2 separate regions of the Mus musculus genome follow, and region 2 is linked to region 1. A link is a contact called in public promoter capture Hi-C data. All regions are on one chromosome and are shown on one strand. The core of a region is the stretch at or near the end of the contact, and the rest is flanking DNA. Distances in the headings are between cores, read along the strand shown.

Evidence for each region. Promoter capture Hi-C pulls out the DNA fragments that hold promoters and counts their contacts.
Region 2: a promoter capture Hi-C map of pre-B cells shows a contact between it and region 1, with 2.1 times the contacts expected there. The contact joins the enhancer-like site here to the promoter of Thbs4 in region 1. A contact is called at or near these places in 7 of 39 promoter capture datasets (3T3-L1-derived adipocytes, hippocampal neurons, liver and 3 more), 2 of 484 Hi-C or Micro-C datasets (cerebral cortex and nephron progenitors) and 1 of 9 other capture datasets (embryonic stem cells).

Annotation. Positions count from the first base shown.
Region 1 is chr13:92,792,846-92,796,438 of GRCm38.p6, reverse strand. It overlaps Thbs4 (thrombospondin 4), which reads left to right and starts at 1,621. Exons shown (of 22, transcript NM_011582.3): 1 at 1,621-1,859. The coding sequence starts at 1,766.
Region 2 is chr13:92,962,484-92,965,994 of GRCm38.p6, reverse strand. No RefSeq gene overlaps it. Among named protein-coding and RNA genes, the nearest start is that of Gm41019, 42 kb to the left of the region's middle. Within about 2 kb of position 1,479, at least 41 of the 459 cell types and tissues checked have an H3K27ac peak or open chromatin away from gene starts, as enhancers often do. A contact at or near this core is called in pre-B cells, where this site is marked.

The DNA of each region.
Region 1 (3,593 bases), core at 372-2,871:
ATACCATTACAAGCTTTGTTACTTGTAGTTTTATAGCTTGGGTGTCCTGTAGTCACCTAAATTTGTGTGTGTTTCTATGTGTGTGTGTGTGCGCGTGTGTGCGCGCGCGCGTGTGTGTGTGTGTGTGTGTGTGTGTGTGTGTGTGTGTGTGTGTGTGTGTGTGTGTAACCTCCTGAAGAAGATTCTAATGCACTCATCCAGCTAAATGTTGGCTTTTAAACGTGTAAATATTCATACACTCTACACTCGCTTCAAGGAAAACTTACTCTGAGCGAGTTGTACGGAGCATTTAAAGGCAGAGCTGTTCTGTCTAAAGGCAGAGCTCTTCTGTCTAAAGCATAGGCTAGAGCCCTCCACCCCTCTAACCTTGAGACTCAGTTCGGAAACCTGGAGAAAATATTCCAAAGTCTGATCCATCTCATTATTGCATAGGGACGCATACCTGCCCCTTTTGTGTGTTTTCAGTTCTAACTGATAGGCATATGGTGACCCATTCTGCCTAATGCACTAGATAAAACAACATTACAGAATGCCCAGAGAGGCCTTTATTAGACACCAAAGAGAAGATTGCTGAGAGGACAGCTCAGATCTTCGACTTATTAGCTGTAAACACAATCAGGAGTGGAGAGGGATTGGAGATAGAATGGTGGGTTAACCACCCAGCTGGTGGTAGATAGCTTCTACAAATGGAATGCTTTGAGAATACAGATGAGATAGGTCTAGAAATCCTCTGAAGCCCTCTGCACTGGTGGGGATTGTTACACAGGGAATATTTTTACTGCCGCTTTTCAAATGTTTTTCCCTTTAGTTAATCCATGACACCCTCTGAGGGCTCTGCCTGGGAGGAAGAGGGGCCACTCCAGTGCCCCTGCTTTGTCTTCCTAACCCCATAGCTTCAAACTGAACCTTTAGAAAGTGTTGTGCTGCCCAAGGTGGGTGCACAGCCCTTTTGCAAACTGGCCTGAAGTAAATCATCCATGAGACTCAGTATCTCCATCTCTGCCTAACTGTCTGCGTGGATACCTTGCGACATTTTTATTTCCAACACCCCCGCATTAAATAAATAAATAAATAAATAAATAAATAAATAAATCAATCCTTTCCACTTATCACTCTTTCTGTCTCAAAACTTGGTGGAAAAAAAAAAATTCATCATTTCAATTGTTCAAGGAAAGCTTGTAGAAATACACAAATCCTGTGGGGGAATCAGCAGTCAAGACCAGTTGGGAAAGCAATTAAAGTATTTAGAGACACGTCCAAGTGATGTTTCTCTAAATAACATAAAAAGTAAGAGGGAAAAGCATAGAGGTGCTCAAGGCTAGGGGACCAGAAGAGGCCTCCTCCGCTGTGGCCCTCTCTGCCCAACCTCTGTCCCTTCCTCAGCACACTTCTGTGTCTGCCCACCCCTTCCCACTGTCCACCTCATTCCATTCCGTCTGGTCTCCACACCAGCGTTTCCCTCGGTGGCCCACGCTCCCGGTTCCCGCCGTCCCCGCTCTTCCTGGCAAATGGGGGATCCTGGCCAAGGGGGCCGCCCTGACTCGGTCCTCCCCCGCACCCTCCCCCCCCCCGCCCCCCGGGCGGCTGGACCATAAAGCGCGGGCTGCGGCCGCGGAGCCCAGCAGCCAGCGCCCCTCCGACGGCTGCGCACTGCCCTGCCCGCCACCTGCGCGCTCACTGCCCGAGGCCAGCAAACAGCGCCCTACGCCGGCAAAGCCACGCCACATTGTCGCCTGCACAGCCCTCAGGGAGCAGAAGAGTCACCATGCCGGCCCCACGCGCGGCCGCGGCCGCCTTCCTCCTGCTGCACCTGGTCCTGCAGCCGTGGCAGCGGACGAGCGCCCAGGCCACACCCCAGGGTAAGTGGCTTCCTTTGGTCCCCTTTGCATCCAGCTAACTGTTGCTGTCCTGAGATCACCTAGAGGGGCCAGTTTTGCACTGCTCTGCCTGGGCTCCTGAGGCCTTGCCATGCACCTCTCTGTTCCTCCGGGACCAGAATGGAAGTACATCGTTATTGAAAGTGATGAGGAAAGTCTAGAATTTTCTCCAATTCCTTTACCCAACCACAGGACCAATTCCTTAAACTATAGTTTGGAGGGGGGTGCAAACTAGTTTTCATCATTCACTGTAGAATGTGCCACAGGGTCATTGGTCCTCTGGCAGGGGTTGAAATCCTGGTTGTCTGAAGACCAGTGTCTGTTCCCTCCAGTCCCTTCTCTCAGGGAAGCCCTGGCACCAAGTGGCACCACCCGTGAGCAATGCTGCTTTGCTCCACCCGCCTTCCGTGCTTCTTACAATCAAAGGTTAGCTCCCCCCCTCCCCCGGACTCAGTGTGGTTACTTGAGACTCTTTAGAAATCGATCTTTTTCTGTGAAGAGGCAAAAAAAAAAAAAAAAAAAAAAAATTCAATATTTGACAGGGAGTTGAAATAATTTTCAGGTAGAAAGCACTTACGGCTAAGCAAAATTTCGTATAAAGACCACAAGGAAGCAATTACTACAGCCAGGAAGGATCTCGGGGCTCGGGCAGGCTGTGCACATTGGCCTTCCTCGTGACACTGGGCACCTGGATTGGTTTACTATGGACGAGAATGAGGAAAGCCAGAAGCAGCACAGGAGGAGAAAAAGGTTTCCTTCCCGAGGCTGAGCAAAGCACGCTGAGCAGGCAGTCTGTGTTCCCTTCATGCCACCACAGTGGCCACCCACTGCACCCAACAGTCCAGAGGTTATTTTCTGTTATATAATATCTTCTGTTATATAAATTCTTGACATTGGAGCACACAACTTAGTGGTGTAGGTTAGGTTTGGATTCTACTTCTTTAGACCAGACAGTGAAGACTTGCATTCAAGTGATATAACCTAACTTATCCTGTTAACTTAGTTTCTGCAGACAATCTGATTAAGTCAGGTGTCTGGCAGATTCTTTTATAGAATTATCAAGTCGGCAATCAGCAGCTCAACTGATTTAATTCACTTATCTCCTTCTCCCTCTGGGCCAGGCTGCTAGCCCTGAATGAGCAGGTATTCAATCCCCGTGCTCATCGGTAGCAGTAATTTCACCTCTAACACTAGAGGCTCATTGCTCAGATCCTGGTACTTCTACTGAACTGTAATAGCGTTAGGTAGCATCTTATTTCCTCCTCAAAACACTCTCTAAAGTCATTGCTCACTTACCCAAGCTCAGACTCAAGAGCAGCAAATGAATCAAACGGGGAGCCAGGCAGACTGAAGCTCTCATGGAGAGCCAGCAAGATCACAGGCCGGATCGAAGTTGGAGCCGGCATGAAGCATCAGGAGTCAGTTCAGAAGACAGTTCTCAGACTCTGAATTTATGTCTGTCTCCTGGAGGTGCCTTATCTAGAACGGAGTTTTCAAGCACAACACTTTATCCAACCTTATCCCCCATTGGTGGGAATGATACATTTTCAATTCTTTAGAAATTATAAACCCGTTTTTGTAGCTTGAGGATGTGGGGCACTAGAAGGATAGGTGAGATGTTTTGCTTTTCAACTCAGCTAGTATTAAAGTCGCTATTATGTGAGGGCTTCTAGGGGGAAAGAAACAGCAGAGAAATAAATTATCTGTTTAAAAAAG
Region 2 (3,511 bases), core at 230-2,729, 170 kb before region 1:
CTTCTCTGGACCTCTGTACTTTCTAAAGCACAGTAAGACAATTACCACTGTTAGACTAGTCCTCCCCTCTCCTTCCGTCACCCATGGACGATGGTGAGACAGTTCACAATTGGGTAGACTTGGAGAAATAGCCAATAGCATGCATGGGTGGCATGTGCCCACAGCTAGAACATAAGCTTCCTCAGGCTCCCTCTGTGCCCACGTCTCTCATGATAGTCAACTTCTAGCCACTCTGACTCAGGGACATTGCCCTGACTTGAAACACTTCCCTCTGAGGGTCTTAAAAGCTCACTCTGAAAGTCTAGCTAGACTTGAAAGTAAAGCTTATTTCTAGAACGATCTATTTCAAAGGTTTATTTCTTGACACTTGAGATTGCCATGCCATTTCAGCTGTCCCACTAGTACCAGTGATTAGTCATTCATTCATTCATTTTCCTTCAATGAAGGTCTATTGAAACTTCTCTTTCAGGGACCAAGTACTGACAAGTACTGTGAACAAGGAACTTAATTGACAAATGGTCCAGCTATTGTGCTCCATGATCCATTACTGCCTCTGTACTAGGGTCATGCTTCCTGTGGGCAGCTCCTGGCCACTGAGTGTGACTAGGATGCAAAGGCAGCCTTTTCCTTGGGAACATGCTCCTCTGGTGGCCACCTATGAAATAAGGTATCTCAGCAACCATTTGACCCACTTTCTATTGCTGCATGTTCTAGGATGCTTCTGCCCAGTCGTTTCCCATGTTCCCCTTCCCTTGGAGCCAGCCTGCTCTGTTCTCCTGTGTGCTACAGGCCTGGATGACATCGCTCAGGGATGCTGAAAGAATTAGCTGACAAAGAAAGATGAAGATGAAGGAAGGGGCAGGGACTCAGGGCAGACCAGCACATTCCCCTCCTCCTCAGGAGGAAGAAATGTCAAACCTTCAATGCCCTTCCTTTAAAAATTCCAGACCATTTTTGATAGAAAGCAGAGTGTTTCAGGAATAAGGAATTGTTAGTAGAATCATTTATTTTATTTTATTTTATTTTATTTTACCTACAAGATTTTGTTTTCCTCCCCCTAATAAATTTTTACCCTTATGGTGGCAATAAGAAGGCAGAAGAAGATTCTACTGTCTCATGTTGGTAGGGCCAACTCCTGACTAGAAGCCTAGGTAGACTCCAGGCTGGACCAGCCCAATAATCTGGCATGCTTGTATGGAAACCAACACTGGGTTCTCTGTAACTGATGGCAGTGAGCTTCTAGATCCTTCTAACCAGTAGTCTAGATTCAGGTCCCTCGTGGCTGCCCAGGGAGAACATCCCAGCTCTGGCTGCCACTTGGCAAGCAGAGCTCTCACTGCACACACATAAATTGCTTTTCTGGTTTTATTTTTTAAAAACAAATAAAAGAATAACATTGACACCCAGGGAGGCCATTAGAGAGAACAGGAGTAACAAGGAAGCAATGAGGAACCTGTGGGTGTTTGGTGAAGGTAAATGAGGTTGGGTTGGGCTGTTCGGTGGGTGTGGCTGCTCTGTCAGGATTTCCACAGTGTCTTTCAGATCCATTCTTTATCTGTGTGGTTCCTGGAGGTTATGTAGGCGTGCCAGAGCACTACAGTTACAGCGAGAGGAACAAACGACCCTACAGGGGAGTATTTGAGGAAGTATTTTTGACCACTAAAAGGAAGTAGATCTTTACACAGCCTGGAGTCTTTGAATGGAACCCACCACCCCCAAAGAGTCTGAGGTAAAAATTAACAAGGGCCCTAGGAGTCACTGATATTAGCTGTACTGGTCATTAGGATTATGAAGAACAAGTCACCGTGTTCCTACCGGAAAGTTCTCCGTAGCTCTCTAATAGAAGTCATCAAAGCCACATTGCATTCCTTAGGGTGCTGGGAACATAGAGTCTCCTTTCTCTGCAGGATGGTGGTATCTTGTTGTGTTTCCCACCCTTCCTTCATTGGTATATTGCCACTTTCTCGTCAAACCCAGTTCAAATAGACCCTCCTCTCAGAGCAAGGCTGATTGCTGCTTCCTCTTTACAAAGCACATCCCATGTCTACTTCTCTACAAGTACATATGTACTTGTGTACACAACTAATATACAAACTTCTCTAGGACAGAGACCATATCAGATTCATGTGCCCATCTTCACTGGTTGGTATGGTCACTGGTTCCTGGAGCTAGCCCATGGTCCCTGAGTGGAATGTTGAATGAGTAGGGAGGTATTGAGCTTCATCGGCCAACACCTCACTGCTTATGACTCAAACAGTGTCCTTCAGGGGCTTCCCAGAGCTTTGTGCCTGTATCATGTGAGCAATCCTCTTCTTCTGGACAGACATCTGCTTAGCTAGGCTAATATACATGCTTGTCTCCAGAACAGTCATCAGGCTGTCTGAAGTCACGTAGCCAAGAGGCTTGTTAAGATTTTAGTGTCTCTAACTGTGTCTCAGAGGCAAGTGAGTCAGGTCCCAAGAAGTCTGGACTAGAAGTCTTGCCAGTGCACATTCCAGAGCCTAGGAGATTCTAGAAAAACAGACATATCACCTTTCAGGCTGAAATCACTGGGCACTGCATTTGAAAGCTGGGTTTCCTACCAGTCCTTAGGTTGTGAATGACACACAGTTTATTGGAACCATTATGAGGTCACTAAGCAAGCTGAGGTCTGAAAATTTTAAGACAGGTTGAACCAGAGATAAATCAAATACTACATGTGCATGTTAAAGAAGAAAAAGATATGAAAAGGAAAAGAACAGAAATCAAAACCAAAAACATCAAGAAGCCCAAACTAAACAAAACAGCAAGCAAATACTCAACCATCAGGAAGCAGAGACTGGAGGATTAGAGGTTCAAGGTCAACTTCAGAGTAATAATGTGTTCAAGGCCAACCTGAGATAATAAGACCCTGTCTCAAAAAATAATAAAGCAAAATCTTGGAAGACATGAACCTTGTATGCAAATCCCAGTTTTAATCCATTTAAACAATCATTTGACCTGACCTTCTGGAACATGTCAATGATCAATTTTAAACACAGACATACTTGATTAACTTAGCAGCAAATGTAATTTGAAGAACTACATATAGATTCTGGTTCATTCCTCTGAGAGCTATGAAGCTGCCCACGTGTTCAAGGTCCTCTGCTGGGCCCTTCAACAGGATACATACTGGGGCTACCTCTCCACTCTGGGGCATGTAGTCTGGAAAGATCAGGTCACTGTGGCCATCGAAATGACTCATGAGGGTTTTGCTTTGGGACATCCAGGAGGTTGTGCTAATGTACAGTCAGCGCTCGAGGAAGATCTCTCGGAGGAAGTTGTTTATAAGCCAATGGCAGTGGTTCAGAAGCTAACACTGTCATTGAGGTGGTCAGGACAAGGATGCTCCAGGATAACAGGATCTGGAGGCCCCAAGACTTTTAAGAGCTGAAGATTCCAGAATTATTACAACAGAGTGGATGGGAAAATGATGAGAAAAGTCTTAAGAGATAGGCAGAGACAAAATTTTAAAAGAACATTTAACAATTGA